Linked DNA regions of Mus musculus: region 2 is linked to region 1. A link is a contact called in public Hi-C data. All regions are on one chromosome and are shown on one strand. Each heading gives the region's core, a stretch centred on a gene start, on an enhancer-like site or on the middle of the called end of the contact. The rest is flanking DNA. Distances are from core to core; before and after follow the strand shown.

Region 1 (6,068 bases), core at 1,429-3,928:
ACTGGTTAATTCTCCCCTCCTCCTAATTCTACTCCAAGGTGCATGTGTATTCCATTTGAGAACCTTCAATTAATTTTTAAAAGTGAGTTCTTGCCTACCAAGTTACATACCATCTGTATTGGTGAAAAATCTAACTCCCCTTCATGTTAAAAGTCTTAGCGAGATCAGGGATACATGGCACATGCCTAAACACAATAAAGGCACTATACAGAGAGCCAATAGCCAACATCAAATTAAATGGAGAGAAACTTAAAGCGACTCCACTAAAATCAGGGAAAAGACAAGGCTCTCACTCTCTCCCCATCTCTTAAAGATAGTACTTGAAGTTCTAGCCAGGGAAATAAGACAACTAAAGGAGATCAATGGCTTACAAATTGGAGAAGTCAAAGTACTGCTATGCATAGATGTTATGATAGTGTACATAAGTGACCCCCCCAAGGTCTATTAAAATCCCCAGGATATCTAAATATTACTATACAATAAAAGAACTTCTGTAAGTATCATGATCCCTGATTTCCAGCTGTACTACAGAGCAATAGTAATAAAAATCACATAGTATTGACATAAAAGCAGGTTGATCAATGGAATTGACTCAAAGACACAGAAGTAAGTCCACAAACCTATGGGAACTTGTTTTTTGACAAGGAAGCCAAAACAATAGAGTGGGTGGAAAAACGTCTTCAACAAATGGTTCATATCTATCACCTTGCACAAAACTCAAGTCCAAGTGGGTCAAGGACATAAACAAAACCAGATACACCCAATCAATAGAAGAAAAGGGGAGAATAGCCTTGAATTCATTGGCACAGGAGACAACTTTCTGAACAGAACCCCAGTGGCCTAGGTACTATGATTAACAGTCAATAAATGAGGCCTCATGAAATTGAAAAGCTTCTCTAAGACAATGGACAAATCGGCAGTCTACAGAATGACAAAAGATCTTCACCAACCCTACATCTGACAGAGGGCAAATACCCAAAATATATAAAGAACTCAAGAAATTAGACACCAACAAACCAAATAACCCAGTTCAGAAAGGGAGTACAGAGCTTGACAGAGAATTCTCAACTGAGGAATCTTGAATGTTTGAGAAGCACTTAAAAGAAATGTTCAACATCCTTAGTCATCAGGGAAGTACAAATCAAAATGACCCTGAGATTCCATCTTTCATCAAACAGAATGGCTAAGATAAACAACTTAAGTGACAGCACATGCTGGCAAGGATGTGGAGCAAGGGGAAAACTCCTCCATTGGTGGTGAGAGTGAGACCTAATACAAACATTGTAAATCAATTTGGTGGTTTCTCAGAAAACTGGGAATCTTTTTACTTCAAGACCCAGCTATACCCAAAATATGCTACACTGTACCACAAGGACATTTGCTCAACTATGTTCATAGCAGATTTATTTGTAATAGTGAGACATTGGAAAGAACCTAGATGTCCCTCCACTGAAGAATGGATAAAAAATATGTAGTAAATTTACACAATGAAATACTACTCAACTATCAAAAACAAAGACATCATGCAATTTGCAGGCAAATGGATGGAACTACAAAATATTGTGCTGAGTGAGGTAACACACTCCTAGAAAGACAATTATGGTATGTACTCACTCATAAGTTGATATTAGCTATAAAATACAGGATAACTAGGCTAAAATCCACAGACCCAAAAAAGCTGAGTAACAAGAAGGGCCCAAGGGAGGATACTTGACCTAGGCCCCCTACACATATGTAGCAGATGTGCAGCAGGGTCTCGGTGTGGGTCCCTTAACCATGTGGAGTGCAATGTAGATGGGGTGGGATGACTCTGACTCGCTTTGCCTCGCTTTGGTTTTCCTTAGCTGGGCCACTTCGTCTGGCCTCAGTGGGAGAGGTGTACCTAATACTGCTGTGATTTGATGTGCAAGGGTTGGTTGGTACCCACAAGGGGCCTTCGGTTCTCAGAAGAGAAGAGGACGGAGAATGGGGGAGGAGAGGAGAGGAGGGAATGGGGGCTGAGATCAAGGTGTAAAGTGAATAAAATAAGTAAATAAATTAAGGAGAAATGTGCCAGCTCTCTTGGCAGGTCTAGGCCGAGAGGAGAGAACTTGGTCTGGGACTGAAGAGGGATGGTGAGTGTCACACAGCTCAGATCTCCAGCACTCTGAAGAATTGCCTCCTGCCCTCCATAACTACCCGGAGCAGGGAGTCTGTCAAAGCAGGAACTCATTTAATTATATCAATCTTTTGTTTAAAAAGGGCTGAGAAAGGAGGTAGGGTTTTTTTGCTGAGGTGAGATGACTTAGGGGGAGGGGAAGGGTGACGAAGAGTATGGGGTGACTGACAGCCAACAAAGTTATTCTATGTCAGCAGTAGTTAGGCAAAGGCAGGCTTAAGCAGGTCATGCTGAGTCACTCTAGTAGGGAAGTGACTGAGCAAAACTTTTCAAAACTTGAGCCAGGCTCAGGTTTGTCCTCAAGGCCCAAAACAGGGCCAAAATGGGGCCCAACAGAAATGCTGTCAATATTGTTGACTCTTAGAAGTGAAAATAAGTTTCCTTGGCCATCACTTCATATGATCATCAGAAACATAGAAGTAGCAGCGTTGGTGAGGACATAGAGCTAGAGAGCAGATAAGCACTGTTGACAGAGATGTACTACCACAAAGATGCTCTGGAGGTTTCTTAAGAACTGAAGGGAAATTGCTAAATGACTATCTATGATCAGCAATCTGAGGTGTGGGGATACCACACCAGAGTGAGTGAGATGAATGACTTGAAGAAATTACTGAATCCTGTTGTTTGTTGTGGTGCTATTCATAATGGCCAAGAGAGTAGGTTTAACTCCGTGTTCGTGAAGGATGAAGCGATAGGAAAGAATGTGCTGTGTGTTCATAACTAATGGACAAATAGTATTCAGCCTAAAGAATGTGCAACAATATGGGGGAACTTGGGGGACTTTGTGCTTAGTGAGATAAGCAAGGTAAAGGCAAGTCACATACAATCTCACTAAATTTGGGGTGTTAATTTCCTGAACTCAGCAGACTTGTGACACGGCATGATGGTTATAGTAAATAACAATTTTGAAATATTTGAAAATCACTTAAAAGAATATATTAATTTTTTTCTTTATGAAAAATAATTGATATGTAAGGTACAGATATATTAATTACCTGGGACAAGCCATTCTACTATGTGTACTTATGTCAAAGCATCATTTTATAAAATACATATGTACATATTTTGTCAATTTTTAAAACAAGATTTAAAAATATTGAAAAGGTGGCTATGTACTTCATAATTTTGTGTTATAATTCTATAACAACTGAAACCATTTCCCTTCTGTGAATTTCCCTCTAAGTTAGCTTGGTTTCCTTATTAGTGTTTCATACAGTAGCTTTTTGAGTGTTATTGACCTAAATAGTTGAATGTGTTTGAAATATAAAATTCATAAATGTTGGCAAATGTGTTACCAGTAAAACTATTTCTACGGACATATCCACTGCCCCTTCCCATGAACTAGAAGCCTTCTGTCTCAGCCCAAGTTTCTGTCAACCACTAATATGCTTCCTGTCAGATATGCACTGGGTGGAATTTTCTAGAACTTTGAAATTCAGAGCAATCCACTGGGTTTGTGTGTCTAATTTTAGTAAGCCTGATTATTTTGAAAGTCAGGCTTATTGTGCTGTTTTCCTATATTTTGGAACACACACTGTGTGTGTGTGTGGGGCGGGGGGGGGGGGGCAGGGTTTATTAACCTATTTAACTCCTGATAGATGTCTGGCTTGTTTCCTGACAGTTGCTATGCCATGCATAACCCCATAGCCTGATTACTTTGTTTATTACTTTTATGGTTCCAGAGAACAGATCTCCACTTCATTCAGTGATCAGCACAAAGAGAAAACCAGCTCAGAAAATGTTTTAGGGAGCAAGTTCTGGGCAATGAGAGGAAAAGGAGAATGTGCCAAATGCTTGATGTGCCGCTGACAGCCGCCTTGGCTTCCTTCTGTGTGTATTTCCTAACCAAGCAAATCATGTCTGGAGTCTCAGACCTACCAGCAGCCCAGTGTTAACACTGTAGTTGATTTATGGATTACGTGAGTCAATGGTGGATTTGGCCTCCTGCGATGAAGGGTGGGAAGTAACAGGGATATGCAGCTAATGTTTCCTAGGAACTGACCCCAGGGCTGGCTGCTTTCTAGCTATGATGCTCAGGTCTTTACTACTCCTACTTTTACAAAATGTTTTTGTCCTCTGGACCTGTCATGAATGTAGGCCAAGTAGTACCTGAATTCAACGTTTTGCCAACAAATATTACCAGATTTCTAGTCCCTCTCCAATGATTTAAACTGTTTCAGTTGAATCTGCTTCTAGATTGGCCAAGCTGATATTTTCTTGGCACACTGTCATAGTAAGGATTTCTCGTGTTCTGATGAAATACCACGGCCACCCCAACCGAGGAGAAAGGGTTTATTTGGCTTATGCTTCCAAATTACTGTTCATCATGGAACGAAGTCAGGACAGGAACTCAAGAGAGCAGGAACCTGGAGGCAGGAGCTGATGCAGAGACCATGGAGGGGAGCTTTTCACATGCTTGCTCTCCCTGGATTATTCAATCCTCTTTCCTATAGAACTCAGGACCCCTAATCCAGAGGCAGCTCCACCCACAATGGGCTAGTCCTACCCATATCAACCACTAAAATGCATTACAGCTTGCCTGCAGCAGACCCACAAAGACCTTTGCTCAGTTGAGTCTCTTTCCTCTCCTAATGACTCTATCTGGTGTCAAGTTGAAATAAAGAGAGCCAGAACAGACACTTTAACAAGTGAGTCACAAGCTAATAGATGACAAAATAGCTGCAGAAGTTTGCATCTAGATTATAGTTTTTGTTTTGTTTGTTTGTTTTGCTTTTTATTTTTTATCTTTATTTTTGCTTTTTAAAAAATAACACGTATTCTGTAAACTCTAAAAGCAATGTAAGATCAGTCAATTGTTTCCTCAAGCCTCATGCTTTTCTCTAAACTGTTTCATGGATGGTTTTCCACTGTGTGCATGTTTCTGATGTCTGCAAATACTTCTGACTTTTTATATTTGCTTTTGTGGACCAGTTGATCTGGGAAGCTTGGATGAAGAATTACTGACAGCAGAAGTAACACTTGCTAGTTGTCAAAGCACAGCTAGAAGCTCAGGCTTCATCTTGAAACTGGAGACATGGGCTTGCTCCCCTAAGGTCTACTGCTTTTATCAAAGTACTTATAGCATATATACATATATACATATGATATCATATATATGAATACTTAAAGCATATGTATTCAAAGTACTTACAGCATATATATGTGTGTGTGTGTGTGTGTGTATATATATGTATATATAGTATGTATATATTTTCAATGTACTAACAGTATATTATTTACCTTCTTGAATATATGTATACACACACACACACACACACACACACATATATATATATATGTATACATATATGTCATATATATGCTGTATATATATTCAAGAATAGTGGCTTTGGAACTTTGGAAAAGTAGATAAGAAATGTCAATTCACTGACAAAATCTTATTTGACTATATTTAAAGTCTTTTCTGTCTTTACTCATTTGAGTTTTTAGTTATTTTTTAATGGGAGAAAGTATTTATTTAGCTCACAATTTTAAGTTCTGGTTAATTATGGCAGGGAAACAGCAGTGGCTAGAGATTGAAGCATCAGGTCATATTATGTGCATGGTCAGAGGAAGAAAGCAATGAATGCCCAAATGCTTGTGCTCAGCCTCCTCTTTCCATATTTATGCAGTCCAGGATTCCCTGCCCAGGGACTGCTGCAAACCACAATGGTGGGTCTTTCTACCTCAATTAATGTGATGTTATTTTGTAGAATCATCATGGTAGTTTTCTTTAGTCTATAATCTTGTTACATACCCTGTATGTCTTACGGACTTGGTATTTTCAATTTCATCTTATAAGCACTTCAAATGTCATCACAAACCTTAATAAACATTTAAGTGGACACTCAATATTATTTGATCTATTGCTTATTGCACTATTTTCCTCTTCTGAGTCTCAAGACACATC
Region 2 (6,068 bases), core at 2,378-4,877, 1.4 Mb after region 1:
CCCGTGGTGGTAGAGATTCGGGCTAGGTGATCATACAATGTGTCCATAAGGTGAAGTGACTTAGTATTTTGCAGCATCCCCGATTTCTAGTCTCTGGGTGGCAGCTTCAATCTCCACCCCTCTTATCTCCCTGATTCTGAGCAACAAGAATATACTCGAATTCTGCTACGTATGTGCCCATATTTGACTACAGGCTTAAAATACAGCAGGGGTCAAGAAATGTAACAAGTTTAGTAACCTCTATCTGATAGAGTTAATATGATTTAATTTCCTCAGTTGTTCCAAAAAATATTCAATTTTTACTTTATCGTTTGTTGGTAGAATTTAAATCTAGGATTAAGTTGATTACATAACACATTTAGATGTCAATTATCGGTCTTCATTCCATTTAGTTCAGTTCTCCACCCCCTCTTTGCTGTTTTCTTGACATTGACTAGGATGGGTCTCCTCCCAGAGTATCCTTCACTCTCTCTATTTGACTGTTTCTGCATATTGGTAAGACTGGTGGAAATTTTACCTAGATGATTTTTCGGTTTTCAAATGACTGTCTACCTATTCTAACAAGATAACTTTATAAAATTCCTTTTCCTCTTTACTTCTAGGGATGTGAGATACCACCTATGTCAATTTCTACACTGTACATGAGTCCTGATCTATATAATTTTTCTTTTCCACATTGATTAGATATTGTCATATTCGAAATTTATCCTTTTTAATTGTAGTCTGTGCAGCGTATTGCAATGTCTGAAAGGGCTTAGGCCTGCCTCATTGCGGCTTGCTTTTACATTATTTTTTCCCATATAAACAATAGAATATAGCTTCATTAAAATACTTTTGGAGAAACGGAGAATAATTTGATGTGCTTTCCCATTGGAGAACGGAATTTATCTTTCCTTTTATTGAAAATCCAGTTCTGTGACATTCAACAAGACTTTCTAGTGTTTTCCATATAGGATGCTTACATGTCTTGCTTATAGCGTAGTCCCTTTTGCATCTGCACTGTAAAAGAGCCTCATCCTATCTCTTCTTCCTCATGAGTGCTTGTTGCCCCAAACGACGACCATAATTTCTGTATGTAATTTTATATCTTGCTGTTAGGTTTAATTTGTTGCTGATTCAGGAGCTTGTCATCGGAGAACATCTTGCTTTTATGTCATTGTAGCCGTTATCCACTAAAGCTCAGACTGCCCTTGCTTGGCTCTTCTTACCTGACAGAGCTCCAAGGGTCTCCATGCGAGCGTCCTTCCTTCCTGAGGTGATATCAGCTCCCGTGTCAGCTCCCAGGCTTATTCCGGGGTGGTTCCCACTGTGTTGTTCCAGACTGAAAACCAACCGTTGCCCAGGGAGCCCTTACAGCTTCTGAGGCAGCCAGCTGACTGCAGCCTGTGAGCTTCAGGATGCTCATTGGCTTGGCATGGCTTCTGACTCTTCCACAAAATATTTAGAAAATATGTAATTTTTTTAAAGAGAGAAAAATAAAAGCCAATTTGTGGTAACAGTAATCTTCTACGTGAAAGATGATAGTATATTTGCTTACCCAATATTTTATCTCACCTCCTCTCTTTCAGGCTGAAAAGGATGAATCCTGCATTGTATGATGGTTTGCCTTTCCCTAGTAAAATGCCAAATGTGGTTAATCTATTAGGATTTGTTTCATGTTGCTTAGTCAAAAATAAAATTAAATAAATCTGCGGGAAAAAAACTATTGTTTTTAAATATATTTTTGAGTGGGATAATTAACTTATTTATTTATTGTTTTTTTTGTTTGTTTGTTTGCTTTTTGTTTTTTGAGACAGGGTTTCTCTGTATAGTCCTGGATGTCTGGAACTCACTTTGTAGACCAGGCTGGCTTTGAACTCAGAAATATGCCTGCCTCTGCCTCCCAAGTGCTGGGATTAAAGGTGTGCGCCACTATGCCTGGCTATTTATTTCTTTTACCATTTATTTATTCACTTTGCATCTGATTGCAATCACCCCTCTTCCCAGTCCCCTCTCTTATGACCCCTCCCCTCCCCATTCACCTTTCCCTCTGAGCGGGGGTGGGGTGGGGCGGGGGAGTCTCCCTTTCTTATCAATGTACCCTGGCACCTCAGGTCACTGCAGGTATATCCTCTCCCACTGAAACGCATTTATTTCAGTTCCTAGTTTGTATTGATGATCTCTCATTTTTATTCTGAACATTCTTCAGCTGATCTTAAAGATTATTGTTGTGGGGTTTTTTTTCTAGAAATTCTCAGAATCAACTGAGATTGATATTGAGATTTAATAGATAAAATTTTCAAGGTCAGAGGATTTTTTAAGTTACGTTTTGATGGCTGTGGTTTCTGGTTTTATAATATAATTAATTAAAAAATATTGTTCATGTTATGTTTCTTCATGTACTTTATCAAGGTATGCCTATTTTTGCCTCTGAATGTAAATTCTAGGCAATTTTAATAAATAATTTTGTTAAATTGCAGCTGGTTTAAGAGATTGTGTTATACACTATTATTATTTATGTATTTCAATTTTTCTCTAAATTAATTGTAATTCTTTCTTTATGATTATGGGCTATATACTTTTTCATAACTTTCTTTTAACCACAAAACACAACATATGGAAAAATTCTTAAGATGTGCTTTATTTAGATGGTTTGGGGTCTAAGTTTCTCTTTTTTTATTTAAGAAAATTTCTGTTCTTTTTTATAAGCATTTTCTTGCTATTTTTTGTCTGTCATCCATCTTTTTTTTTTTTTTTTTTCCTGAAATTCTCATCATTCCTGACTTACTTTTACTTTTGTTGTTGTCTTTGGGTGTGGCAGGGTGGTGGTTTTATTTATGTGTGGCAGGGTGGTGGTTTTATTGGGATCAACCCTAGTTTTCCCCTTTTATAGAGAGTGAAGACATTAGTTGACTGATGGATTCTGTCCCAGTTGTCTAATTTATAATATTTAAATGTCTAATGTTAAATGTTTAATGTGACATTTAATAGCCATTATTGTTGAGAAAAGTGGACCAAGATTCATATAAGAAAGACTACGGAGAGAGTTGACCATCCCTTTACAGAAGTGGTTGGGAAAAGCCACCCAGAATGTGATTTTTGCACAAACACTTCAGATTGGTGAAGGAACGAGTGTTTTGGATAAATGAGGCAAGAATGTTCCTGGAACAGCGTGGGCTGAGGCCCGGCAGCAGCAGAATCCCCATGCTTGGATGCCTGATCACCTTTTACCCTTCCAAACCCCAATGATCCTTGACTATAATGATCTTCAGGTCTCTGATGTTTCAATGTGAACTTCGTATTCTACCTCCAGGTCCTCAGATAAAGATCTCAGCGATAGCTTTGGGCTGTTTATCCAAAGCTTTACGGCTACAGGGGACATTTTTGTTGTTGCAACATACACATTAATGACTAACGAGTATTCAAAAGGCACAAAAACATCCACTCTCTGTATTCAGAAATGATAGGATCTTTTGAAGCCATTTGGTTTAAACTAGCTTTATCTTTTAAAAGCACAAATCCTTAACAAACAAAACAGAAAACTGTATGGCAAAGAAAGTAGCAGGAAAAGAGAGAAAGCAAGGATGAGTTTAATTTGTAAACGGAAGGGCAGAATTAAGGATGGTAACAGCGAAGGGACAAACTTTGTATCTCTACGGGGGAATTACTTCTGCCTTCTCTACGTAGTTTATTTGAAACACTTGAACTTCCTCTTTCCCTTTTCCATTTTCCTCTTTACGTCTCATTTTCTTGAGCCCAGCTGTCACAGTGAAGTCTGCCTAAGTCACAATTCATATGGAAAACTGAACCGTGCATTGTAAAATAGGACACAAAACAAAAGACTTCATCGGAGCTGAGCTCATCGCTCTTACACAGACCAGCGCAAACCCTTCAACAGTGTTCCGCACAGCCTGGGACGGTTCCTGCATTCTTAGTGTGCTACTGCCCCCTGCTGGTCATGCGGCAGCATTGACTCCAGCCACGAAACCTTCTCCAGTAAGGAAACACTGCGTGTTTCCTGCTCGCTCTCAGAAAAGTTAATGAAGATTTGAACAGACCGGTTCAGAGACTCCGAATAAAAGAAACGATTAGAGTTTCTGTCTTGTTTGGGGGCGCTTTTCGTTTTGGGTTTTGTTTCGTTTTTCTTATGAGTTCAGTTCCCCTTTCAAGTTTGTGAGGGAAGCAAAACACAAGGTCAGTAAGGTAACGTAAAAACAACCAGGAGATTAAAAACTAAGGCGGAGGCAATAGAAGTACAAAAGGAGTAGGCGACGGCGATGTCCACGCAGCAAGGTCAAGGCAGTCAGTCCCATAAAACCCTGTCGCCTTCCCCTAGGTGCTCGAGCAGAAGCACACTTCATGGAGGAACCTGGGTGGGTCCTTTGTGAGGTTCGGTTTTGCTGCTGGATTTGGTTACAGATGTTTCTCAAAGCGATTAGGATTTGGATTGGGGCCTCTACGGCAGGTCCCCGGCACACAACCCATGGATCTCATTTCCTGAGTGGTTCTTAGACATCCAAACAGGTCAGGGTCTCTTTCTTGGATGTCAGCCAGGAGCAACTGCGAGGACCTGAGCGAGCTTAGGTGTTGGGTGTTATCAGTTCCAGGCTTCCACGCCCTGACTTGTGTGGGTTCCTGCAAACCAGCACCCAGTAGGCTGAAGCAGCAGGTACCAGGATCCGCCAAGTGGCCTGAGGCTCTGCGGATGCTAGAGCCTTACTCAGCATTTGAGCCAGCTCACTGTCTTTCTCTGTGAGTCACATGGTTAGAGCCAATTCTTCCGCCTTCTGCCTATTCACATCCTTATTACATCAGTGTAGGGTACCTGAGGAAGGCTCGGTGTGGGAAATTACAAGTTTGACTCCTTTCCACAGGCCTGATGACAGTGAAGCCCATGTTCAAAAGAGAGCTTACACTTAGGATTCTTGAATAAATACCAGTTTACCATTGTTTTACTGTGCTAAGTTCACAGTTTTCTGGCACTCTCTTCTGTCTTTGGGGGCTGTTTATAACCCAAGTTGTTACCAATTAACTGTCTTACTTAATTTGTAAATTGCATATGTAAATTGTATATCTTTTTTTAAAAAAAGGAAAAAGAAAAACTGTAAGCATTCAATGGTCCATAAATTTCTATAAGTTGGTGAGCCACAAATCTTCTCTCTAAGCACCCTACAGGATGTACTCCAGTTAAAGTTTTATATTTTTTTTTCCTTCTGAGGTTCAGGGACTCACATGCTGACGATGCTGGAACTCTGTCATTGAATAACATCCATGCATAGGTATGCATGCACAGTGCCCATACATGTCAAATATCATTTAATTATGTGCACATATGCTTCAATGTGTTTATGTGCACCATATACATACAGAAGCTCATGAAGAGCAGGGTCTGACTGGATAGTTGTGAATCTCTGTGTAGGTATTGCAAATTGAACCCGGGTCTCTGCAAGAGCAATAGGCAGTCTTAACCACTGAACCATGTCTCCTGCTCCAGAAAATATTTTCAAAATCATCTTTATGATGCTTACTTTTAAATAGCATCCCCTCTCAATTCAATTTGTTCCAGGGTTCTAGGTGTTTAAAAGTAATTTGTATCCGAGAGACTGATTTTTATAATTGATGCAGAGGTGTGCTTATCACCCAGAGCTCATTTGTAACTGGAAGGGTCATCTGTTAATCATGTCACGTCTATTTCATATTTACTGTGAGTCCTTATGACCACTGGATTAGGTTCAAAGCTAACTTTAAAGCTCACGCGTACGACTGTGAGTTGCATTTGCTCAAGTTCCAGGAAATCTCACTTGCAGAACAGATCAGGTCTCTGTGATTGGGCCTTTCGTACTTTGCCTGGGTTTCTATTGCTCAATTTTCTCTTGACATTAATGCTGCCGACTGGAATGAAGGTGAGTTACAGTCCGGGTTTGCTTGTCTGTGTCCTCAGCAGCCTGCTACAAGAGGTACAAGGGGCAGGAGTGGGTGAGCAGAGCCTCACACTCACAGGCTCTGCTCCTCCCAAGGACAGAAAGATGCTCTTTGCCTGTTAGGGACATATTGCACATTAGCCTGTCCCCTCTTGTGACAAAGCAACT

What was found. Hi-C and Micro-C count contacts between places; a contact is called where the count stands out from the background.
Region 2: a contact with region 1 is called in a Hi-C map of Th2 cells, with 3 times the contacts expected there. The contact joins two enhancer-like sites. A contact is called at or near these places in 4 of 39 promoter capture datasets (the 3T3-L1 cell line, hippocampal neurons and second pharyngeal arch cranial neural crest), 2 of 484 Hi-C or Micro-C datasets (Th2 cells and cortical neurons) and 3 of 115 datasets of contacts at active chromatin or transcription factors (astrocytes, forebrain and large pre-B cells).

The regions. Positions count from the first base shown.
Region 1 is chr16:49,328,548-49,334,615 of GRCm38.p6, forward strand. No RefSeq gene overlaps it. Among named protein-coding and RNA genes, the nearest start is that of 1700026J12Rik, 76 kb to the left of the region's middle. Within about 2 kb of position 2,679, at least 37 of the 459 cell types and tissues checked have an H3K27ac peak or open chromatin away from gene starts, as enhancers often do. A contact at or near this core is called in Th2 cells, where this site is marked.
Region 2 is chr16:50,733,039-50,739,106 of GRCm38.p6, forward strand. No RefSeq gene overlaps it. Among named protein-coding and RNA genes, the nearest start is that of Dubr, 3.3 kb to the left of the region's middle. Within about 2 kb of position 3,628, at least 196 of the 459 cell types and tissues checked have an H3K27ac peak or open chromatin away from gene starts, as enhancers often do. A contact at or near this core is called in Th2 cells, where this site is marked.